2 separate regions of the Zea mays genome follow, and region 2 is linked to region 1. The links are chromatin contacts, called in public Hi-C maps. All regions are on one chromosome and are shown on one strand. Each heading gives the region's core, a stretch centred on a gene start, on an enhancer-like site or on the middle of the called end of the contact. The rest is flanking DNA. Distances are from core to core; before and after follow the strand shown.

Region 1 (6,025 bases), core at 2,839-5,338:
GCAGCCATGCACTGGGAAGGGCACGCTAAAGTTTTAGCGCAAGGCAATACGCTGCAGCGGGAACTGAAAACGGCACTGGAAACTGCATGGACCGCGGCGGTACGCCACTCCTAGCGCTCGTACGGTGCTGCTCTATCCACTGTGCACGAGGACGGCAGCCGATGCTGCGCCCGCCTGGTTGGACCACGTGGAGGACGTGTAGTGTGTTCCCAGGGATAGGGTTAGATATAGAGTAAATATGAGTGCGGAGAATTGTGGTATAGAGTAAAGAATCTCGCTGACCAGGATAGAATATTCTTTTTAGAGTAAAAATTTAGGGTTGTATGAGTGTGGATAGCCTTACCTTACCCATTGCCCTATCATTTTTCACTATTATTTTGAATCAAATTTATATATTTGTAAATGGTGAGATTCAAACTCGCAACCTCTCTCTCGCGCAAAACTTAATTTCATGTTGCTTTCTCATTCATATAAATACTAAATTCTACAGTCATTAGTTGATTGAATTTACTGCCAGACTCCACATATTAGATTATTAGAAGACTAGAACAGATTGTTTTGTCGAGCTCAGTGGAAAGAATCAGCAATCACAAGATGCTGTCTTGGCCAATGGTTGACGGATGCCATATTTGCATGCACATTGGTATATGATGTAGTTAACCTCTTTTCTCTTTAGTTACTATATGCTCATGAAAAGATTGAAGGTTTTCAGAATATAGAGATAATGTGGTTTAGTTTTGCACTCGATCTGTGTATACCTGCATTATATTGTGCTTGATTTTAAATTCGTGTAAGCCCTTTTCTTTTGTAGTGACGACTCAACCAACAGAAGGGACATTTATGTATGTTACCGAGGTTCTAGAATGCAAGTAGGGTAGGCGTGGCCGTGCGTGTGAAGAGCTCGAGGGCACTAGAGTGTCCACCAATTGGTCGGCCACCCACGAATGTGTTTGGTTTGATGTTTGTCGGGACCATAATTAGGGGTACCCTCAAGACGCCTAATTCTCAGCTGGTAACCCCCATCAGCATAAAGCTGCAAAGGCCTGATGGGTGCGATTAAGTCAGGGGTTAGTCCGTTCGAGCGACTCGATCAGGCCTCGTCCGAGCCTAGCCTCGGACAAGGGCAGCCGACCCCGGAGGATTTCCGTCTCGCCCGAGGCCCCCCTCCAACGGCGGACACATCTCCGGCTCGCCCGAGGCCCTGCCTTCGCTAAGAAGCAACCCTGACTAAATCGCCGCACCGACCGACCGAATCGCAGGAGCATTTAACGCGAAGGTGGCCTGACACCTTTATCCTGATGCACGCCGCCCGGCAGAGCCAAAGTGACCGCCGTCACTTCGCCGCTTCACTGACCGGCCTGACAGAAGGACAGCGCCGCCTGCGCCACTCCGACTGCAGTGCCACTTGACAGAGTGAGACCGACAGGCAGTCAGGTCCGCCAAAGGCACCATAGGAAGCTCCGCTCCGCCCGACCCCAGGGCTCGGACTCGGGCTAAGTCCCGGAAGACGGCGAACTCCGCTCCGCCCGACCCCAGGGCTCGGACTCGGGCTAAGTCCCGGAAGACGGCGAACTCCGCTCCGCCCGACCCCAGGGCTTGGACTCGGGCTAAGTCCTGGAAGACGGCGAACTCCGCTCCGCCCGACCCCAGGGCTCGGACTCGGGCTAAGTCCCGGAAGACAGCGAACTCCGCTTCTCCCGACCCAGGGCTCGGACTCAGGCTCAGCCCCAGAAGACGGCGAACTCCGCTCCGCCCGACCCTAGGGCTCGGACTCGGGCTCGGTCCCAGAAGACGACGAACTCCGCTTCGCCCGACCCCAGGGCTCGGACTCCACTCTGGCCTCTACCGAACGACCTCCGCCTCGCCCGACCCAGGGGCTCGGACTCGGCCTCGGCCATGGAAGACAAACTCGACCTCGGCTTCGGAGGAGCCTCCACGACGCCCAACCTAGGGCGCAGGCCAGCCACGTCAACAGGAAGCGCCATCATCACCCTACCCCGAGCTGACTCGGGCCGCAGGGAACAAGACCGGTGTCCCATCTGGCTAGCTCCGCCAGATAGGCAATGATGGCGCCCCGCAAGCTCTGTGACGACGGTGGCTCTCAGCTCTCTTACGGAAGCAGGAGGACGTCAGCAAGGACTCAACCGCTCCGACAGCTGTCCCTCCGCCAGGCTCCGTCGCTCCTCCGACGGCCACGACATCACACCAGCTGGGTGCCAAGATCTCTCCGGCTGCCACATCGGCATGTACTTAGGGCGCTAGCTCTCCCCCGCTAGACACGTAGCACTCTGCTACACCCCCATTGTACACCTGGATCCACTCCTTACGCCTATAAAAGGAAGGACCAGGGCCCTCTTAGAGAGGGTTGGCCGCGCGGGGACGAGGACGGGACATGCGCTCTCTTGGGGCCGCTCGCTTCCCTCACCCGCGTGGACGCTTGTAACCCCCTACTGCAAGCGCACCCGACCTGGGCGCGGGACGAACACGAAGGCCGCGGGATTTCCACCTCTCTCACGCCCGTCTCCGGCCACCTTCGCTTCCCCCCTTCGCGCTCGCCCACGCGCTCGACCCATCTGGGCTGGGGCACGCAGCGACATTCACTCGTCGGCTTAGGGACCCCCCGGTCTCGAAACGCCGACAATGTTAAAGTAAAATGACACGGGGTGATATCGTCCCCTCGATTTTTTGGGATTACGCCGCCATCAAAATTTACTCCGGTGTTTATCTCACATCCACATGACTCTCATTTAAACACTATAGAAATTGTGGCCGACCCCTTCCATTCCTCTTGTATAGTTAGGAATAATAGTTCACCGCGTAGATGACCTTTCATTATTTTTTATAGAGATGAAATATTCATGTGGACTCTTGTGCGCTTTGATTTTTTTTGGCTTGATTCTATGTTTGAGGGTTGGAAGGAAATGGTGGAGGCAATATACTGGGCCATTCTTGCCAAGTTCGCTATTGCAACCTTTTTTTAGTAAGAGGAGCATATGGCTGCCCCCTCTTGTCTGCACTCTAATCCTATCTCCATTTTATGTTTCTTCTTTTATTTGTATCATATTGCATGGTGCATCATTTTTCGGTATATCAAGCACAGGGTACTAGGGTAGTCATCCTCATCCAAATCTTTAGCTTTTTAGAAAGATGAGTTATTAGTCTTTTCTTTTGATCAACAGAGTTATGAAAGAGAAGCAGAATCAGTGAGTTTCCTAGTGAAAGGAACTCACGATCAATGAATGGAGCTTCTACTGGAAGAGCGAAATGGCTACTGATACCACATGTTACTTGCTGGCATGGCTCCTCATTTACAACTTAGTGGCTCCGTTTCAAAATAGTATTCGTTTCAGTACTTAATTTTTAAATATATATTTAATTGGATAATGATCAATCTAGATACATGTATAAAACTTATACATTAAAGGTCATATGGATCTATTAATTATCTAAAACGAATTTTAAATTGAGACAGAAAAGAGTATTTATCGTAGAATCTTTGGTAAGAAAACTGACGTGTGATTCTGTTTTACACATTAAGGCTAACACACAGCTAATTACTAGAACGCAGACATTCACCTAGTACGTATACATAGGTTACGAAGTATGTTTTGTACTGCTGGGGTATATCTAGTCGATTTCATCTAAGCATATATATAATCAACTATCGGCCGGGAATAGCGGCTCACTTTTTATTTGCATCCGGTTTATAGCTGCACCTTTATCGCCCTTCGTTTCGTCCTCACTTTTTTATCAGTCCGCGTCATGCATTTCTAGGCGAACTAAGCGAACACTTTTTTTTAAAACCCTTCCAGTCAAGTATGGTAATAAACCAGCTCACCATCAGGCTTGTTAGAGCAAACAGATAATAATAACCCACTGCTAATCTTAGTACGCCGTTATTAATTTGTTGTAGGAAGAACACTAGAGTGATTTGCTTACAGCAGCGGTATAACAGGGACGTGGCGTCTCGGAGGAATCAGCCGAGCGCAAGAGCGATCGATGTCCAGCTCCGGCAGGTCTTGAACAAGGGGGACGACTGGACGAGGACAAGGACATCGTCGGAGGCGGAAACTAGATGTCGAGGTGGGCCCGTGCTTGCCGTTCCTCGCTGGTTGCCAGGGCCGCCCAATCGGCATCTCGATCTCGACCCCTTCCCCTTTGGGGCCTCCGATGCGCAGCTGCATGCATCAGCAGCAGGTATATAGGCCAGCTACTACTTGATTGTTCCCGATCCGGATCGCGTCTGCGTCGGCGTCGGTCGAGACGAGCGAGAAATTTCAATATTTAACCCTTAATTTCAGCAATGGATTCTCTACATTTGACGATAGATTTTTTTTCTTATTTCCTATTTTTAAGTGTCTGTTCTTACTCAGCACACGCCGCCTGCGCATAGAATCCCCGCAACAGACCCTTTTATCCTGGGAGATCGAGAATTCAATGTAGTGTTAGATTTTTAGGGACTAATTTTTAAACACTTTATTTTAGTCTTTTTTAATCTATAATTTGTTAAATACAGGGTAAATGATGTATTATCTTGTGTTTGATAATTTAAAAAATAAAAGGGACTAAAAATTAGTTCATATAAACCAAACACCTCGTAATCAACTCTTAATCAACAGTGAATAATTAAAACTAAAGAAACTAAGGACATGTATTGTCGGGTACCGTAATTAAGGGTACCCCCAACACTCCTAAACACGGCTGGTAACCACCATCAGTACAAGCTGCAGAGACTGATGGGCGCGGTTTAGGTCAAGGCTTCGTCTACCCAAAGGGCGCGATCTCGCCTCGCCCGAGCTCAGCCTCGGGCGGGAACTGTAGCCTCGGACGAAGCTACATCTCGCCCGAGGGCCTCCTCAGGCAGTGGGCACATCCTCGGCACGCCCGAGGCCCAACTCGAGCAGGCTTCGTCGAGAAGCAACCTGGCCAAATCGCCTCTCCAACCGACCGTATCGCAGGCGCATTCAATGCGAGGATCGCCTGACACCTTATCCTGACACGCGTGCCTCAGTCGGCATGGTCGAAGTGACCGCAGTCACTTCACCCTTTCGCTGACCGACCTGATAGGAAAACAACGCCGCTCGCTCCGCTCCGACTGCTGTGCCACCCACCAGGGTGAGGCTGACAACAGCCAAGTTCAGCCTCAGGCGCGACAGGAAGCTCCGCCTCGCCCGACCATAGGCCTCGGCCTCGGAAGGAGGTCTCCGCCTCGCCCGACCCTAGGGCTCGGCCTCAACCCCGGCCTCGGAAGGTGATCTCCGCCTCGCCCGACCCCAGGGCTCAGCCTCAACCTCGGCCTCGGAAGGTGATCTCCGCCTCGCCCGACCCCAGGGCTCGGCCTCAGGAGAAGTCTCTGCCTCGCCCGACCTCGGGCTCGGACCGACCGCACCACGGGGATACATCATTACCCTACCCCTAGCTAGCTCAGGCTACGGGGGAACAAGACCGGCGTCCCATCTGGCTCGCCCCGGTAACAAGTAATGATGGTTCCCCACGTGCGTCCATGACGACGGCGATTCTCAGCCCCCTACGGAAGAAGGGAAATGTCAGCAAGATCCCAGCAGCACCGACAGCTGTGCTTCTACAGGGCTCAAGCACTTCTCCGACGGCCACGATACCGCGTACACAGGGCTCTAGCACCTCTCCGACAGCCACGTTGGCATGTACACAGGGCCCAGGCACCTCTCTGCCGGACACGTTAGCGCCTAGCTACACCCCCATTGTACACCTGTACCCTCTCTTTGCATCTATAAAAGGAAGGTCCAGGGCCTTCATGCGGGAGGGTCGCGCGGGAGAAGAAGCTAACGAACAGGCTCACTCTCTCTCTCACGCGAACGCTTGTAACCCCTACTACGAGCACACCCCCTTGGCGTGGGATATTACGAGCCGTGTTTTCCCTTGTGTTCCATCTCGCGCCAAACCATCTGGGCTGGGACGCGCAGAGACAAATTTACTCGTCGGTCCAGGGACCCCCCGGGGTTGAAACGTCGACAGTTGGCACGCCAGGTAGGGGCCTGCTGCGTGT
Region 2 (6,278 bases), core at 1,303-3,802, 79 kb after region 1:
TTTTTAGCTACTTTTAGCCATTTATAGGCCCTGTTTCAATCCCGTGAGATAAACTTTAGCAGCTTTTTTTTAGCCACTTTTAGCCATTTGTAATCTAAACATGAGAGCTAATGGTGATAATTAAAACTAAACTTTAGCACTTCAATTCATATAGCTAAAGTTTAGCCGGAAGCTAAAGTTTATCCCGTGAGATTGAAACGGGGCCATAATCTAAACAGGAGAGCTAATGGTGATAATTAAAGCTAAATTTTAGCACTTCAATTCATATAGCTAAAGTTTAGCAGGTAGCTAAAGTTTATCCCGTGAGATTGAAACGGGGCCTTAGTTGTACTATACTAGCAGGGAATCAGGATGTGGACTTGCTGTAATTACAGCAGCATGCGGCTAGCTACCTAGTTAAGCGGTAACAGGGACGTGGCGTCTCGAAGGATCGGAACCAGCCGCGCCCAGAGAGTCGAATTGGAGTAGATATCTAAGCGCAAGAGGCCAAGAGCGATCGATGTCCAGCTCCGGCAGGTCCTGAACAAGGGGGACGAGGACAAGGACATCGTCGGCGGAGGCGGAAACTAGATTGCTGAGGTGGGCCCGTGCTTGCCTTTCCTCGCTGGGCGCCAAGGCCGGCCAATCGGAATCTCGATCCCGACCCCTTCCCCTTTGGGGCCTCCGATGCGCAGGCAGCTGCATGCATCAGCAGCAGGTGGAGACGTGGAGTATATAGGCCAGGTACTACTTGGTTGTTATAGGGTACGACGTACTATACCGTACCCGAACGCCATACGTACGGAGGGACGCGATGATCCATATGCGCTGGAGATGGTTACAATGCGACGTCGCATTGCATCGGCTAGTCTGATAAGGTATTATTTTAGTGGCGCCTATAGCCGTCCACGGCCCCAATCGTACATGGCGCTGGCGGCAGCCATATTTTAGGTAGTGTTTGGTTGGAGAGCCAAGTAGAACGGAATCGTTCTGTTCCAGTTTTGTTGTTGTTTGGTTACAAAGTAACTAGAACGGAATGGCTCCATTTAGGGAATATTCTCCTCAGATCCGGAACCATTCCGCTCCAAAAAATCAATGGAACGGAGCCGCTCCGTTCCAATCCTGCTCTCACAGTCACGCTCCATTCCGTTCACTCTGCAACCAAACAAAAAACAGAACCGCTCCGTTCCAGATTACCAAACACAGAACAGAGCGGCTCCGTTCCTAGAATCAGGGATGGAACGGCTCCGTTCTACTTGGCTCCTCAACCAAACACTACCTTAGCTTTTGGCCGGTGAAACCGCGTGCTCGATCCTACGTCTACGTACGACTGTTAGCACTACATAAATCTATAATGCATGCTTGTATATCTGCTACATATAGCAGCAGGCCGTTGGATTGGATCGGATCAATGCAACGTCCCACACATAGAAATGCCGGTCCTGCATGCATTGCCGTAGTCTCTCACATGACGACACGTACTATTCACCACGTCGGTCTAATGGTCTGTGATAACTATTTAGGGCTAGTTTAGAAACCCCATTTTTCCAAATGATTTTCATTGTTTTAAGGAAAATTAGTTTATTTTACTTGGTAAAATCGGAATCTCTTGAAAAAATAATGTTTTCAAACTAGCCCTTAAAGCATCTCCAAAAGACTACCATAAAATCACGCCTAAAATGTAGTTTTGAGAGCAACCTAAAGCTTATTGGAAGTGTATTTTTTTTTGTTTCCTCCAACAGTACACCTAAAACATATTGCATGCATGTTGTGCGGCGTGGGTGGTACAAAAGGAGTCGGAACAAAAGGTTGGATGAGCCAATGGGAGACGTTGGATGTGGGCTAGAAATTTTTTGGGGGAACCAAAACATTCCTCTTTGTAGCTACAAATTAGAAAAATTTTGGGGTTGTGAAAAAATGGAAAAGGTTTAGGCTCTGTTCGGCAGGCTAGGGTTGAAGCCAAGCCAGGAACCAAACCAGCCCAAGATTGAGTGGATCCTAGGCTGTCACTTATTCCGGGTCGGCAGCCCACTTTCAGCATAGGAATTAATCCGGATAGTTGGTCACCTGGCTTTATTCTAGGCTAAAAATTGAAGCGAAGGAGTTAAAACCAGACGACTTTGATTCTGGTCCAAGACAAACGAACAGCTCTAATAAACTACATCAGATTCTAAACCAGGCTGATTGGTTCCGCCTAGAATGAGACCCGGAACAGGCCGTTCAGGCAAAAACGAACGCAGCCTTAGGAGAGCTGTTGGAGGCTTGTTTTTTTCTTTTTCCCTTTAATTTCAAGTTAGGGAAGATTTTAAGAGATCTCTTGGAGATGCTCTTAGTAACTTTGTTTCATAACGGTCAAAAAAAAAACCCAGATGCCTCCGGGCCATCGTATCGGCAGACCAGAGCCAATTAGATATCCAGTCTTAAAACAGCAACGAACGAACCAATCAACACTGTCTAGCCTCCTTCTAACTAGTATTTAATTTCCTTTTGCAGCTCTCGGGCAGCTTTGCGCTGTTGCTCTGTTTCGGCCGAAGGAATTACACAGGTGCTCTCTTGGGCCACCTGGGCCGAGACTAGAGACATGGCCCTTGGTCTGGGGCCTGCCCCGTCTTAAATAAATCACGCGGTCAATAGATCTATCCATCGACCGCTTGTCTTTTTTATGCGCGAAAAGGTTAAAATAGATGGTAGTACTCCGTATCTGAGTTATTTTTCTCCTAAAAAATTGTTCTGAATTATCTCAAAGCCTGTTTTTATTTAGGGCATGTTCGGTTAGCTCTCGATCCATTTGGATCGAATGGGATTTGATGATTTTGAATACCAAACAAGTTAAACTTTTTCTTAATTTTTTCCAATCTCATCCAATCCTTATGTATTGGAATAACCGAATAAGGTCTTATATGATTTTTTCTCTCTCTCCACTTAAATACATCGAACGAAACGCGCCCGCCCGTGACCGATCGAGAGGCAGGCAGCGTGCGGTTCGGTTGTTCTGTTCTGCGTGTCATGTGCGGGCGAATTCCCACGCTACGCCGGGTCAAATGCCACGGCCCGGCAGGCCTGCTTGCTTCTCGTTCTCGGCACTAGTAGTCACCACTGATTGAGTCCCTGTTTCATCGAATGTTTGAACCTCCGTTCCGGGTATTAAATGTAGTCGGATTATAAAACTAATTTGTCAGCCGAAGATTAAAAGACGAGACGAATCTAGTCCAGTTGGTTGGGTCTATATTTTATACTCCTATTTAAAAGTTAAACGCTTGATGTGACCCGGGCTAAACTTTAGCAGGAGTAACCAAACACTCCCTAAGTGACCAGTGACCAGGAGTGGGATCAATCACCGCGTCTTTTCGACAGATAGAAGGGGCTCATCGAGTGCTGACCGTGTGCAAGAGGCCGGTGCGAGGAAATTCGTCACGGTACGAGATGTTAATACTTGCGTGACCCAGCTACAGCTACTACTAGTCGATCGATCAGGGCTTCTGCAATTTGAGTGGAAACCTGCACGTAACTGCCTCCTGATAGACAAACGGTCCCGCCAAATCTCAGCGATGGACAGTGAACTTCTGATCTCTAGACAGCACTGGGCTCCATCCGAAAATAAATATTGTTACAGAATTTAGATTCATCGAACTTTTTTAAATATTTAACTAGATCTATAAAAGAACAATGACAATATTTATATCTATAAATAAATTTATTCTAGAAACATACTACTTCACAACCCATCTAACAATACTAATTATTTATACATATGGCCAGAATCTAAAACATTTTACTTTCTCAAGCAGCAGCAGCAAGAACAACACTAGATTATGGGACGGACGTGCAAGCTATAAAAAAATCCCGTGAACTCGCAAGTTTTTCCACATCTTAGCCCTGTCGCCGCTGTGGAGATACCAAGAGTACATCCTATACGAGCTACTTAGTGAGCAGTAAGCATAAGGTAGTAGGAGCCCGGCCAGCCTAGTCACGCAGACATCGACACGTACGTTGATGAGTAACTGGACCGAATTTTTTACATTTTAGCCCTTTTGTAGGAAAAAAATCACGTTTAGACCCTAAAAAATTTTAATAGCAATTTTAGACCCTTTGCTCGGCGCCACAGATCTTGGCGCCGAGGTACGTGCTACGCTGGCACACCTGGCACACCTGGCCGACGTGGCATCGAGCTCGGCGCCACAGATCTTGGCGCCGAGCTCGGTTGTGTTTTAACAGTTTTGTTGGAAAGTTGTAAGTATAAGGCTTGTCTAGCTCAGTTGGTAGAGCACAAGGCTCTTCACCTTGAGGTCCTGAGTTCAAGCCCCATAGTTTGCATTTCAATATTTTTGTCTTTATCATTGATTTGTATTTTTTATGTCGCTAATGTGTCCATACAAATTTATTTTTGGGTACCATGATCCTCGTTTTTTTTTGGTAAATTAAAACGCGAGCAGTATAAGCAGGACACTTAAACCTCTCGATTTACATGGTCAGGGTACAAAATAAAAATACTGTTGCAACCTGGCCTCGTTGTAATAAAGTATGTATATAGCTGTAACCTTTGACTTGCAAGTGAATTCAGTACTAGTCTCGAGTCTCGACTGTGCACTCCGGCCAGAGTCCATTTTCATCCATTGACCATTGTACGTACGTAACACAAGCTAGCTAGCTATATGTATACGTGTCAGGCGGAAAATACGTCAGAGTATCGGTGGACTAATTAACAAGTACGCGATCCGGTTGTTGGTTCCTATACTATAGTAAAAGCGGCGAGTGAAGGACCCAGCCGGCTCAGTGGAGCACACTGCACACGACCATGGTGGCTACACGCTCCATTGCCGGCCACCATCGTGGCATCGTACGCACGAATCTTAAAGCCTCTCTCTGCTTGACGACATTGTCTTTAATCTACGTATCAAGACACAGGTGTCCTTGCTCTATCGGACTTAAAGGACACCAAAATGGGACAATATACGGGAAAAGGTATTTACTTGGAAGAAAAAAGAAAAATACTAGCCATGCTCGCTGCGAATCGAGAGGTTTAAGTGTCATGCTTATACTGCTCGCATTTTAATTTACCCAAAAAAACGAGGATCATGGTACCTAAAAATAAATTTGTATGGACACATCAGCGACATAAACAAAAAAAAACAAATCAATGATAAAGACAAGAATATTGAAATGCAAACTATGGGCTTGAACTCAGGACCTCAAGGTGAAAAGCATTGTGCTCTACCAACTGGGCTAGACAAGCCTTATGCTTACAGCTTTCCAACAAAACTGTTAAAACACAACCGAGCTCGGCGCCAAGATCTGTGGCGCCGAGCTCGGTGCCACGTCGGCCAGGTGTGCCAGCGTAGCACGTACCTCGCGCCAAGATCTGTGGCGCCGAGCTGTGTTACCTCGGCGCCATAGCCTATGGCGCCGAGCAAAGGGTCCAAAATTGCTATTAAAATTTTTTAAGGTCTAAACGTGATTTTTTTCCTATAAAAGGGCTAAAATGTAAAAAATTCGGTAACCTGGAATGCCAAGTCTGTTTGCCCCATACGAATTACGAACGAACATGAGTTCATAAAAAAAAACAGTCAGATGTGCAGGCGTGTTTCGTTGGCAATTTCGAAGACCGCGAAAAAAAAAGAACGGGACGAGGAATCTGTTTTCGACGTGGTTACTGACGACGAGGGATTCATTTTTGACGTGATTGGTGACGCCGCCGAATTTGTTATTACGTGCCTCTGTATTATTATTGCCGATGCACTAGTAGTCGAAGCTGGGCGAACAATTGTATCATAATCCGTGCCGTTTCACGAAAATCTGCCTCGGCCGCATCGGTCAACCATAATTTCGCTCCGAGACCAATCTAATTCGCTTCAATAATAAAAAAAATACAGATCAGAAGGCTTAAAACTTTTCAGGACATATCGGTTTCCTCAAGGAAATAACACAGAGACCGGGCATATAAATGTAGGGATCGTATCCAGTGCACAAGGGCCACGTCGTGCACAAATGCACAAAACGAAATCTGGCCGTCCATTTTCCATCCAACGGCCGTCGTAAATATGCAGATGAACCCTCCCGCAGCCTCCGTAGCTTGCCGAGTCTGTTTTGTGAAAAACCCCCCGCGCCGTCATGTCGTTGGATGGAAAATGGACGGCCAGATTTCGTTTTGTGCATTTGTGCACGGCGTGGCCCTTGTGCACTGGATACGATCCCATAAATGTAAGCAAGACCAACGGAGCAAGGCCCCCCCAGGGGGGCGGGGCACCACAGGTACTCTTCTCCTGCTTGGCCTCTTGTGCCGCAACCGCGAGTGCGGCCTA

Evidence for each region. Hi-C and Micro-C count contacts between places; a contact is called where the count stands out from the background.
Region 2: a contact with region 1 is called in a Hi-C map of leaf, with 8 times the contacts expected there. The contact joins two enhancer-like sites. A contact is called at or near these places in 5 of 25 Hi-C or Micro-C datasets (bundle sheath, ear and leaf).

Annotation. Positions count from the first base shown.
Region 1 is chr1:95,610,578-95,616,602 of Zm-B73-REFERENCE-NAM-5.0, forward strand. No RefSeq gene overlaps it. Among protein-coding and RNA genes, the nearest start is that of TRNAI-AAU, 16 kb to the left of the region's middle. Within about 2 kb of position 4,089, at least 9 of the 20 cell types and tissues checked have an H3K27ac peak or open chromatin away from gene starts, as enhancers often do. A contact at or near this core is called in leaf, where this site is marked.
Region 2 is chr1:95,691,144-95,697,421 of Zm-B73-REFERENCE-NAM-5.0, forward strand. LOC100216850 reads left to right here and starts at 6,239. Exons shown (of 5, transcript NM_001143242.1): 1 at 6,239-6,278. Within about 2 kb of position 2,553, at least 16 of the 20 cell types and tissues checked have an H3K27ac peak or open chromatin away from gene starts, as enhancers often do. A contact at or near this core is called in leaf, where this site is marked.